Linked DNA regions of Mus musculus: region 1 is linked to region 2. The links are chromatin contacts, called in public Hi-C maps. All regions are on one chromosome and are shown on one strand. Each heading gives the region's core, a stretch centred on a gene start, on an enhancer-like site or on the middle of the called end of the contact. The rest is flanking DNA. Distances are from core to core; before and after follow the strand shown.

The links. A called contact is a pair of places that touch in the nucleus more often than the background predicts.
Region 1: a Hi-C map of liver shows a contact between it and region 2, with 6 times the contacts expected there. The contact joins two enhancer-like sites. A contact is called at or near these places in 2 of 39 promoter capture datasets (hippocampal neurons and liver), 1 of 484 Hi-C or Micro-C datasets (liver), 1 of 115 datasets of contacts at active chromatin or transcription factors (embryonic stem cells) and 2 of 9 other capture datasets (adipose tissue and liver).

The regions. Positions count from the first base shown.
Region 1 is chr13:75,749,212-75,755,175 of GRCm38.p6, reverse strand. It overlaps Ell2 (elongation factor for RNA polymerase II 2), which reads right to left. Exons shown (of 12, transcript NM_138953.2): 4 at 5,088-5,251. Among named protein-coding and RNA genes, the nearest start is that of Ell2, 45 kb to the right of the region's middle. Within about 2 kb of position 1,910, at least 113 of the 459 cell types and tissues checked have an H3K27ac peak or open chromatin away from gene starts, as enhancers often do. A contact at or near this core is called in liver, where this site is marked.
Region 2 is chr13:75,650,220-75,655,626 of GRCm38.p6, reverse strand. 1700037F03Rik (a long non-coding RNA gene) reads left to right here. Exons shown (of 3, transcript XR_873683.1): 3 at 1,916-1,974. Among named protein-coding and RNA genes, the nearest start is that of Mir682, 7.9 kb to the right of the region's middle. Within about 2 kb of position 2,461, at least 5 of the 459 cell types and tissues checked have an H3K27ac peak or open chromatin away from gene starts, as enhancers often do. A contact at or near this core is called in liver, where this site is marked.

The DNA of each region.
Region 1 (5,964 bases), core at 661-3,160, 100 kb before region 2:
AGAACTTTGGTATCAGCTACCTCATTCCTAGGAAACTGTCAGCTGATACACATCACCAATTGGGACATAAGTGATGGCAAATATCAATTGAAATTACTGTACAGTGAAGAAATATAACACTAAGAAATACTGCCTAGTGATAAGAAAACTAGTTAAATTTAATCATGTAAAGTTTAAAAGATAGACTGATAGCTGTTTTCTCCATATTTCATAATTTAGGGTATGCTAGATCAATATCAGATGGACTAATATTTACCATGCACTGATTATGGTGTGGTGGTGGAACGGCTCTGTATACTAAGGGCTTCATGTCAGTAATTTTTTCAAGGTGAGTCTTATCTTTATTTCACAGTAGAGAAATCTGGGGTTTTCAGTCGGAGATGCTCAAAATAGTAAAATGCTTATTTTAGCATGGTGGGAAGGTCTGGGATTACGCCCAAATCTTACTTGTACGTCTTGGTGGGAAAGGTTTTATGAATAAATGCCTAATGCTCTCCTGTTGTTTCATGTTGGTCTGTAAGCTCTGTGAGGGCAGGGCTATGGCTGCTTTCCACCAGCAGAATGAGTCAGTACTAATGACTGAGTGACAGCAAGCAGAAGGGCAGGAGTGAACACAGTCTGTACTTTCCCACATTGCCAGACTGCGAGGACACACGAACATCGCTAAATGCAAACCTTATGGTCTATCATTTCTCAGCTGTGACAGTATTAACATCACATTCTTTGATTGTTCAACAAAAATTTCTGGAGAAGAAATAAGGTCAGTGTCATGATCATTTAGGAAATACTCGAAATGCCACACTTTCCTCCCATTTGCCAGCTCCTGCGAGAAAGAACCTGCTTAACTTTTTTTTCCCAACAAAGCTGTCATTGAGACAGAACTCAGGCCAGCGCAAGAAGAGCTGATCCAGCAGGCTTCTTCTATTTGGTCTGCTTCAGATCCTTGCTCTCAAAATGGGCTCCAGACGTTGCTACGTTTTCTTGTGCCCCTTGAGAAGCAGGCACAGGAAAATAAAGGAGGCTCATTTAGCCCTGAAGAGGAAAGGGAGTGTGATATTTGATTTAAAATTTGGATTCTGATGAGGGAGAAGGCTGAGTCTTAACCGAGGCCTAGTGGTGGGTCTTCTGGTACCTGCTCCCAATACACCAACGTCACTATTCCTTCAGATGGCTGGTAGTTGGGTGACTATCTCTTGCAAATGGTTGAATGAACTAAAAACCCAATAACACTGGCACTGATTTACATCTAAACATCATTTGCTTACACTCCCTCTAAACCTTCTGTGCCTATTCAAACAGGAAGGAGACCCCAAGATTAATGAAAGAGATGCTATAGATGAAGAACACTTAGTGCCATAGACATTAATAGAATTGAGATGCTAAAGAAAAAGTAATGTGGGAAGATGGTAAGTTCAAAGGAGTCAGAGCAGTTGTATTTTTATTTTTAATATTTGCCTCAGAAAGGCCCCATGGGAAAAGTTAATTCTCTTCCCAAACCCAACTAACTGCTAATCAATTCCCCAGGCTCCTTTATATACTGCAGCAGTACTTGGTACCAACAGGGCAAACTAAACTGGGGTTATATCTGACGCACAGTTATATTTATGAGTTCATCTCTAGTTCCTCCATTTAGTACTAGATGGCAAAGTTATTTATCCTTCAGCAGTGGCTGTGAGTCAACAATGTGAAAGGAAATGTTAATTTGGGCCATCAGAAAGACAGGAGCAAGGAAGCCATCCTTTATGGACAGTATCAGCAGGGAAGCAAGGATGGCTTCAACTCTGTCTAAATAACTAATCTATGCAGTAGCTTCTGCTTGCACCATTTGGCACCTGTGGTACTTTTTCAAAGGTCTATTTATTACACACACACACACACACACACACACACACACACACACACACACACACAATCTCTCTCTCTCTCAGGCACAATGCCAGAACAGATATTAGATGTTCTCTAGTTCAGATACTCTATCTATGCTAACTTATCAAAAGTAAGGATAGTGGGGAAATTGGGAAAAGAATCACCAATATCAGATCTGCTGGGTTATTTTGTACACTCACATGAGTATCAATATATACAAAGATTTGTAATTCAACAAAATTCCAGTAGTTAGGTAGAAGTCAAGAGGTGGATTTGACCTATTAGGAAACAAAGTGGTGGAGATTAGTAACATTTTCTTATGGAAAATGTTCACTATAGACAGAAACATTCAGGACTAGAGTGGAAGAAGTAACTATCATTCATGTTGTCCAAGTAAAAGCATTTTCCTGGTTCCCCTCCAAACAGGATTTGCTTTTTGTTTCCCACAGGAGAGTTTCAGAAGCTTGCAGCCCAGGAAACTAGGCCAGATGACCCTAGACTCCTAGCAGAGCAAACTTCATCCTTAAGCTTGGCTTGAGGCCTAGCTTAGCTGGCAGAGGCCCAGCCTGGCACTATGCCACACCACACCACAGCAAGACCAGCATGACTCTTGTCTGCCTCCACCCAGGCTCATACCATTGAAAGGAACCTTGTTCTGCAAGTCTGCAGGTACCTAGGCTGTCATAGGTAAGCATTTGGTATTGTTTTACACGGTATACTCAAATTATGAGCTAAACTGGTAATTCCTGCTGTTTATGAATGAGAATAAAATTTGATCATGAGGACATGCTCATTATCATTAATTTTTGAGCCCAACAATTTGACGTGTAAAATGTGTACAACCTATTTCACAGAGTAATCATGCGAGTCATCCGAGGAACTACGTACACAGTACTAACATACACCTTGTACATAATGAGCATCCAATAAGTACTGAGTAATATTAGCACTATAGGTTGATTCATTAACATTTTAAAGAACTGAATAAGCCAGGCATTATAAAAAGTAAGAAAATACAAATTGAGCTGCCCAGCAGGAAAGGATCAAGTGGTGAAGAACAGACAACAGCAAACCTCAAGTGCAACACAGCCAGGGAGAGTAAAACTCAAGGTAAACAACAGAAAATCCCATGGTCCCCTGGAGCTCATCTGGCTCTGACTAAACACCATTTGGTTCTAAACTCCGAGGTGGGAAACTAGAAGCAGTCCAGGGATTACACCACAAACATTTTAAAGGTTGCGATGCCGGCCATATTAAGGAACATTAAAAGGAGCTGGGGTTAAGTGATTTGGAGAAAAATGGCTGAGGAGGTTCATGGAGGATTTCAGATCAGAGAAGAGCACTGTACAGTGAGAGTGAGTGGGTGGAGGACAGAGCTGGGAGGAGGAGAAGAATGAAGAGCCACTTGAGGATGGCAGAGATAATGTGGGGCTCTGATGAGGCTGAGAGAGAATTTTGTTCAGATTTAACCTTTGATAAACATAGATTGGGTTACCCCTAAGATATATGGAAATGACAATCCCTATAAGAAAGCTTGGGAACTCTAAAATACCTGGTACCATTAGAATGTGCATGGTCGGAGAGATTATGGATGTCGAAGTGTTTGTTATATGAACTGAGTGTGGGGGCTCGTGCAGTCCTCTCTTTCACGATGCTGAGGCCGGTAGGAGGTTTGCAAATTGAAAACCAGCCTGTTTGACATAGTAAATTTCAGGGTACCCTGGACTACAGGGTGAGATTCTTCAAAGCAACCCAGCCCACCCACCTTCTTAGCCAGTTATATAAACTGTAAATAAATTGTACTTAGTCTCTACACTAACAAAACATATCACCAACACAGAGGGCAATCAGTGGTAAAGTATAGGAGTCTTTGCTGATTTTCAAGCTTTAGAATAAATCTAGGTAAGAGTTTGCAGCTAGTTATATTAGGGGGAAAATCATTTTGATGATTTGAGTATTTTCTACATTTAATCCAATATCATTGCTTATAAAATGATATTAGATTAAAGCAACACTTTTAAAAACAGTTGATAGATAATTTATACTTTATAGTTCAAATGTTAAGTGGCAAAAGATCTTATGGATTGAAAAAGTAATTTGAGATCTAGCCTATTAATATGGTCAGCTAATTGAGTTATTTAATAAGGAGAAAGGAGAAGGATAGAAGGCTGAGATTTGTTACTTCACTCCACAGGAAAGGGAAGAAAAAAAAGTCATTGTTAGTAACTAATCAGGGTACTAGGTCCTATGGGTACAGATGCCTGGGGAAGCCACGAATTGTTGTTAAACCAACTAAATGTATCTAAGCTGAGCTCCAAGTCCCAGGAGAATTGGCTTTGTTCTAGAGACACTTGTTAAAGGCACCATGGAGCACGGCTACATCAGCAAAGCAAAACCAGAGCAGCCACACCAAAGCCAGGAAGATGTCAGCTAAGGGATATGGGTCTGTAAGAAACTGTGCTTGGAAACATTTACATTTCCAAATTCATATCCACTCCTTATTTGGACTACAGTGCCTTGAGTTACAAAACTGACCAGAGACTTGAATAGCTTCTGTTCTCTCTAGCATTCTGTTCTTGCTGTGAACTGGCTTATTAAAGGGTCAAGACACTGCTCATAAAAGAGACACTCATCTTGCTGATCTGGTCTAACTTCCCTTCCATCTGATGCATGTATCTGAGTGAGCTGATGATAAAGATGATGGGGGTGGGTTCGGGTCTTAATTAAATCATCATCCTGTTGCTTTACCATAATCACATTTTACACTTTTATAATAAAAACTTATTATTGTATAATAATCCTCTGAAAACACAAGCAAAATATGTAATAATGAGGTTATCAGCTTGTTTGTTTAATAGATTTTGATATAAAAATAGCTTTATAAAAGTACAAAGAGGAACCGCACTATCACTGAACTTATATCATCCAATGACAAAGAAAACACAAAAGATCCAACCTCATGTAGTTTGACCAGATCTCAGTACTGCAAAATAATAATAAACAGCCAATAGAAGATTCAAGAATTATAAAAGTCATAAAACTTTAAAATATGTTCTTTAATTTACCAGCAGCCTAAAGGGGGAAAATGACCTTTTTTGGACCGTAAAATGGCCTGAAAATTAATTTCTGTGTTTTCATTCTTAGTATTACCAGTATTTACCTACAGTCATCTTGAGTTAGTCCAGTCAACCAGTGTGATGGAGAAATACATCTATACAAACCTACATATGGTCCACCGGGTTTGATAACTTTTGTGCTTCGATTACGGGATTCCTCCTCTGCCTGGGTCATTCTTTCTCGCGTCATCTGATAGGAATCATTTGTTGCACACACTGTAATTTTATCTTGTATAAATCCCAGGCAATTGAGCTGGGAGGCTCCAGAGCTGTCAGGCAAGATAGTGGCTTTGTTAGAAATGACTTTCATTTTCACAAGAGAGGCAAACAAGAATATTACCCTACAATCAGCAGCTAAAATAAGTTAACAATCCTCAAATAACTGATATCCTCTGGCAAGGGTAATTGGACATGAGGCTGAAGACAGAACAAAAGTGTATGGTGCAGGGCTTGGGGGCCATGCTATGGATTCTGAAGAGACCAAGAGAATGAAAACAGAGAAATGGCTCAGCTGTGTTGGAGAAAGATCAAGATAAATGGAGAATGGACTCGGAAGAAGGGGAATGCAAGCATGTGAGACCAGTTAGGGTTTGAACAAGAGCACAGTGGTCAGAACGCAGACGAGAAAGCTTACTCCTGAGATCTGGAGGAGGCAAAACTGGTGGGGTTTGACCAGTGATTAGACATGGAAGAGAGGATGAGGGAGAAAGGCAAAATAAAGATCATGTCCAGGTTACTAGCGATAGAGAGCCATCTACTGCAGTAACAAAGGGCCAGGTTGCAGGATAGAGAGGGCAGCAGTTACACAAACAGGAAGAAAGGACGGAGACTTACGTGGTGCAGCCAAGATTGCCTGGAAGTACTGTGTACTGTGGAAGCTATCTATGAGCACAGTGCTTCACAAGCAGAGGTGGTGAGCAGTGTGGGAAAGAAGCTCAGAGCTGAGAGTTATAAGACACTCAGAAGTTAGCACTGGCTTTAG
Region 2 (5,407 bases), core at 1,212-3,711:
ACAGAATGGGAATAGATATTTACCAACTACATTTCTTATAGAGGGCTAATATTCAAAGTGCATAAAGAACTTGAAAAACTAGACATCAAGAAAACCCAATATAAAAAATGGAGTATAGCTCTAAACATAATTCTCAAAAGAGGAAACTCAACATGGCTGAGAAACAAGAAGATATGTTTCACATCCTTATCCATCAGGAATATGCAAATAAAAACCACTTTGAAATTCTCACATTGCATTCATCAGGCTGACCAAGATCAATAAAACAAGTGACAGCTCAACTGTGACAATTTGGACTAAGAGGGACACTTACTTGTCCGTTGCTAGCACATTTGTATAGCCACGATGGAAATCAATGTAGCAGTTTCTCATGCAGATGAGAATCTATTTACCTCAAGATCCAATTATAGCACTCTTGGGCATATACCCAAAGGATGCTTTATCCTACCACAGAAATGCTCAACCATGTTCACTGTTGTTCTATTCATGATAGCCAGAAACTGGAAACATCCTAGATGCCCCTAAGTGAAATAAGTGAATAAAGAAAATGTGCCACATTTACACAGTGGGTACTTAGCCATTAAAAAAAAAAAAAGTCATGAAATTTACAGGTAAATTGATCAAACTAGAAAAAAAAAGTCATCCTGAGTGTGGTAATCCAGACCTAGAAAGACAAATTGGTATCTATCTATTGATATGTGGGTATTAGCTGTTAAGTTATTGATAAGACAGCTAAAATCCATAGAACCATAGAAGTTAAGTATAGAGTAAGGGACTTGGTTGGGGGAAGGGGTGATCTCCCTAGGATAGGGTAAATAGAATAGATAGTTATGGATTAGTAGGGTAAGGGACTGGAATACAGTAAGAAACAACTAAAATTAAGGGCCCTTGAGGGCTTGGAACCCGTGCTTGATATTGCTTGTTTGACCAAGAAGCTGATACTAGGTAGGTGAAGGTCCTAGGGTAAAGTTAAATACTGCTGTTCTAAAAAATTTAAAAAGTAGTAATATGATGACTCCTAATGACATCTGCTATTCTCAAAGATCAGTGCCTTTGCTCAGCCATCATCAGAGAAACTCCCTCCTGCAGCCAATGAGAACAAATAGAGACACACAGCCAGTCATTATGAAGAGAATGGAAGGCCTTGGAACACAGTCCTAAAGAGGATGCTTCCATCAAATCCCTCCCCTCAGGGCTTGGAAAACACTGCAGAAGAAGGCACAGAAAGAGTATAAGAGCAAGAAGGGATGGAGGACACCAAGAGAACAGGCACTCTAAAGCAACATAACCAAAGCTCCTATGATTTCACCCAGACCGAGGAAGCATGTGCAGGGACTGTATAGGTAGGCTCGCAGCAGGTCCTTTTTGTAGGTATTATGTCTTCCAGTTTAGTGTTCTTATGAGACTCCTGAGTGTGTGAATGAGTAGGTCTTTGATTCTTGTGCCTTCTCTTGAAATCTTTTCCTTCTAGGTCTTTTTTAGTCAGTTTGTTTGTTTGTTTGTTTGTTTGTGTCCAATATGGTAGTTTAAAAAAATTTTAAAGTCCTATTTTTGTTTTATTATTATCCCTTAGAAGCATGCTTGCTTTCTGGAAACAGAAGGAAGGGAAGATGAGGAGGTACTATGAGGAGTAAAGGGAGGGGAAACGAATTTTTATGTGAATATTTTATGTGGGTAAAGAAATTTATTTCCAATTTAAGGAAATAAATCACAAAAATATAAAAATATAAGTACATAACAGCCAGTGTTTAGCACCACTGGCTATGAAGACGTCAGACCTTGAACTAGACTGATGTATTTGAGCATCTAGAAATTACCACTTGCCAGTTATATCCATGGACAGGTCACTCAATTTTCTTAGGTTTTGATTTTCTTAGCCGTCGATTATGGTCATAATTGTATCTTTTTCCTCAAGGTATGGCAGTATCAGGGCTTCCAGTGAGTAGTGATTGAGCTGTTATTCTTCCTCTAGCCACTTGCCACATGTAAGTGTTTAAATTATATTAGATATAGTAAAAATTGTTTCTCAAGTTTCACTTTACCTATTTTAAGTGTTTATTAGTCATTAATGTGGTGGCTAGAGGCTAGCAAAGTACACACTAGAGTGAAATCCAACAAATGTTTTTCTATCATAGAATGTTTCATGCCCTGGGAAACACTAGTCGCTTAGGTGTATACTTCAGTAAGATCCATGCATTCTCACAGAAAATTCATTTCAAACCCTGTTTGGGAAAATCTAGCACTTCTCAGCTTCTGCAAATAAACAGCGTATCTCTGGCTTGGGCAGAATTGTGAGGGAAATCCAGGAGTAAGGCTTAGTGTGTATACCTTTGTTTCTTGTCCCTTTAGATCCATAAATGAGCTTACCTGCAAGTAAACAGGCACAGGGTACAGCCAATCAATTGAGTACACTGATCTGGCTCCCCTTCCTGCCCCATTTCTGAGGTCACACTTACTGTTTTTGCTGTTTAGTAAGTTTGTTAAGGTAGAACATTAACTCCTCTGCCCTGTTTTTACTACCATTGGGACACTACTGTGAGGCTGCTGCTGTTCTTTCTCTCGTTGTGTGTGTGTGTGTGTGTGTGTGTGTGTGTGTGTGTGTGTTTGTGTGTGTGCCTGTGTGTGCATACCTGTTTGAGTGTATGTGCTTGTATATGTTTGTGTGTCTATGTGTGTGTCTATGTGTGTGATGGGAAGTGCAAGAGGATAAGACAAATATTAGAACACCCTGGCACTGATAGGAAAGTAAATATTAATGGGACGAGGAAGTCAGCACATTTTAAGACTTTATGTGTAATACTTATTCAAGGTATTTGATAGGTCTTCTAAAAAGCCTTTACTACCATTTTGGTCTTCCCATAGTTTATAAAAGCACAACGTTTGAAGCTCAAGCCATACACTAATATTGCTTTGATAAAGGACCTGGAATGGTTTTCTTAATCTTTCTAAGCCTCACTTTCTCCGTTTGAAAAAGTAGGATCAGTATTGGTCTCTATATCTCACAGGATTAATTAAAAAGTTTGTGTGTGTGTGTGTGTGTGCCCTTATAGTTCAGCCTACTACTGGGGAAATGCCATATGAATTTTAAAAAATTAAGATAAAGAAGTTTGGGGTGGTAGTGCAATTGGCACTTGGGAGGTGGAGGCAGAAGAATTAGGAGTTGAACTTGACTTGTGACTTCATAGTATTGGAGGCACATCTGTCACAAACAAACGGACAGACAAAAAAAAAAAAAAACCAACAACAACAACAACAACAAAAACAGATAAAAAAAAGGTCATTTTTTTACTGTCCGTTGACAATGTGATACTTTAACTAAATATTATGCATAATATGTGCACCTTTCTAAGAGGAGTTTAAAGTGTATTTTAAAATCCAATGTTCTTATCCTTTTGCCTATCTTTTAGAATAAATAGTTACTGTGTTCCATAAACACTCTACTGTGCTACTTACGGTACCTGTTTAGTTAAGCACAGGCCTAGCAGCTGGGGATATGTCAAAGTCTGAAGAGCAAGGGGAGTGCTGCTTAGAGTAACTGTGTGTGAAAAATCGCTCAGAGAATTATTAAGCAGTGTCAAAAAGAAGCCTGTTAGAGATTCTTTAAGTAATGAGGCCATAACCTGCCTCTCAAATTTATTTTGTATCCTAGAAGGATGCTTTTTATTTTTTTCCAGCAAAGCTACATTATTGGTTTTTAATACTAAAATGTGGCATATCTTTGGGATTTTAAATTATTTACATATTTCACACTATTTTGTAATGCTCTGAGACTGTGCAGTACTAATGCACTGAAAATCAGCTGCCAGGGAGTTGTCGTTGTTATCACTTATTTTGAGTCAGAAAGCTGTGCTGGTTCATACAGCTGTTTTCCCAGCTGAAATAATAGAGCAGGTTGGTGATGTTTGAACACCGTTAATTGCTGAATGTTCTTAAACTAGTAAATAGGTCTGATTAACTGGAGGCTAAACACTAACCCAAACAAACCAGACCATGTTTGATAAGATAAACATTCCATTAACCTTAAACCTTCCCTTCAGATAACTTTTCAGTGGTATGAAATGTTAACATAAAAATATTTTATTTTCCATTCAGGCAAATATTTGGAAAAACTGGTATATGAAGAAGGAAAGCCTCAGTAGATCAGTATCAGCGATACTCCGCCAATACCATTATTCTTTGAGAGTTAACAAAGAGAAGTTTATCTTGGAAACTCCTGATTTACAATTCATCCTATAACCCTGTCATTTCTGTTTGGGAAATTACAAATGAAAAATAACAATTTAACTAAGGAACAATAAGCTTTTCATAAATACAGTGTAATTTGGGTTCTTTATGAAGCATTTTAAATCTCAAGGCTAGAGAATGTTGTAGAATACATTTTATTTGTACTCATGCTTTCAAATAATAATTGGAAATATAGCTAAACATTTCCTTCATTGTCCAGGTTCCAGAACATTCATGTTAAAGTTAAGTTTGAGATTATATTTTAAATTAAAAATTGATGCTACGAACCATGCTTATTCTTTTATACTGGAAACAGAGGCAGGGAAACAAGAGTGTCCAGAATATAGTGCAATGCCCCACCTGGAAATGTCAGGTTTAGAGTACAGCCAGCTTGACTTTTGAGCTTAAACAAATGTTTTAAACTGTTTGTGTTGTATTGATAAAGAAAGTTCCTTATTAATATACAGTGATAAGCTAGTTTTCTAAAGTTCTTTCTGGCCAAAAAATTCAATGTGCTTAATTCTTAAAATTTTGTTAAAACTGACATTCTTGACTCACTATTGGAAAAAGCAAGTGTGAAAATCAAAAACCTCTGTAAGTATGACAAGCCACCATGGCGGATTCAGATACATTATCTTCCAGACTTTGGGTTTATGCTTTATAAAAGTTAAAGTTGAGAGTTGATGGGATCATTCTATGGAGAAAGGAGCTTGCAGAAAAGCCTGATGACCTACTTGCTAACCTTGGGACCCACATGGTGGAGAGGAGAGAACTGACTTCCAAAAGAAGTCTTCTGACTTCAATACAAATGCTATGACATGTGTACTCTCACATATATATACACAAATACACATACACACATAAATAAATGTGTTCCCTTCCCCAAGCATTGAGCGGGCTAGTTCAGCCCATGTTTTGCCACAGTCCGCTAGCCTACCTAGGGTGGAGTCTTCTGACCTAGGTGAAGTCTATCGTCCTGCCACATCTTCAGCTTCCTGCAATAAGCCACTACCTGTTGAGCAGCTGAGCTTGTTTTCCTGACGAGACCCTGTCAAAGCTGGGGATGGGTTCCCCCCTTTAAATTTTAGACCTTAGAAGTAAACATTGAGCCTTGATCTGAGAACTTTGTCTTGGCTCGCTATTTCTCTCGCCATCCTTCCCATCCATCCCCAGCTTTCCTTTC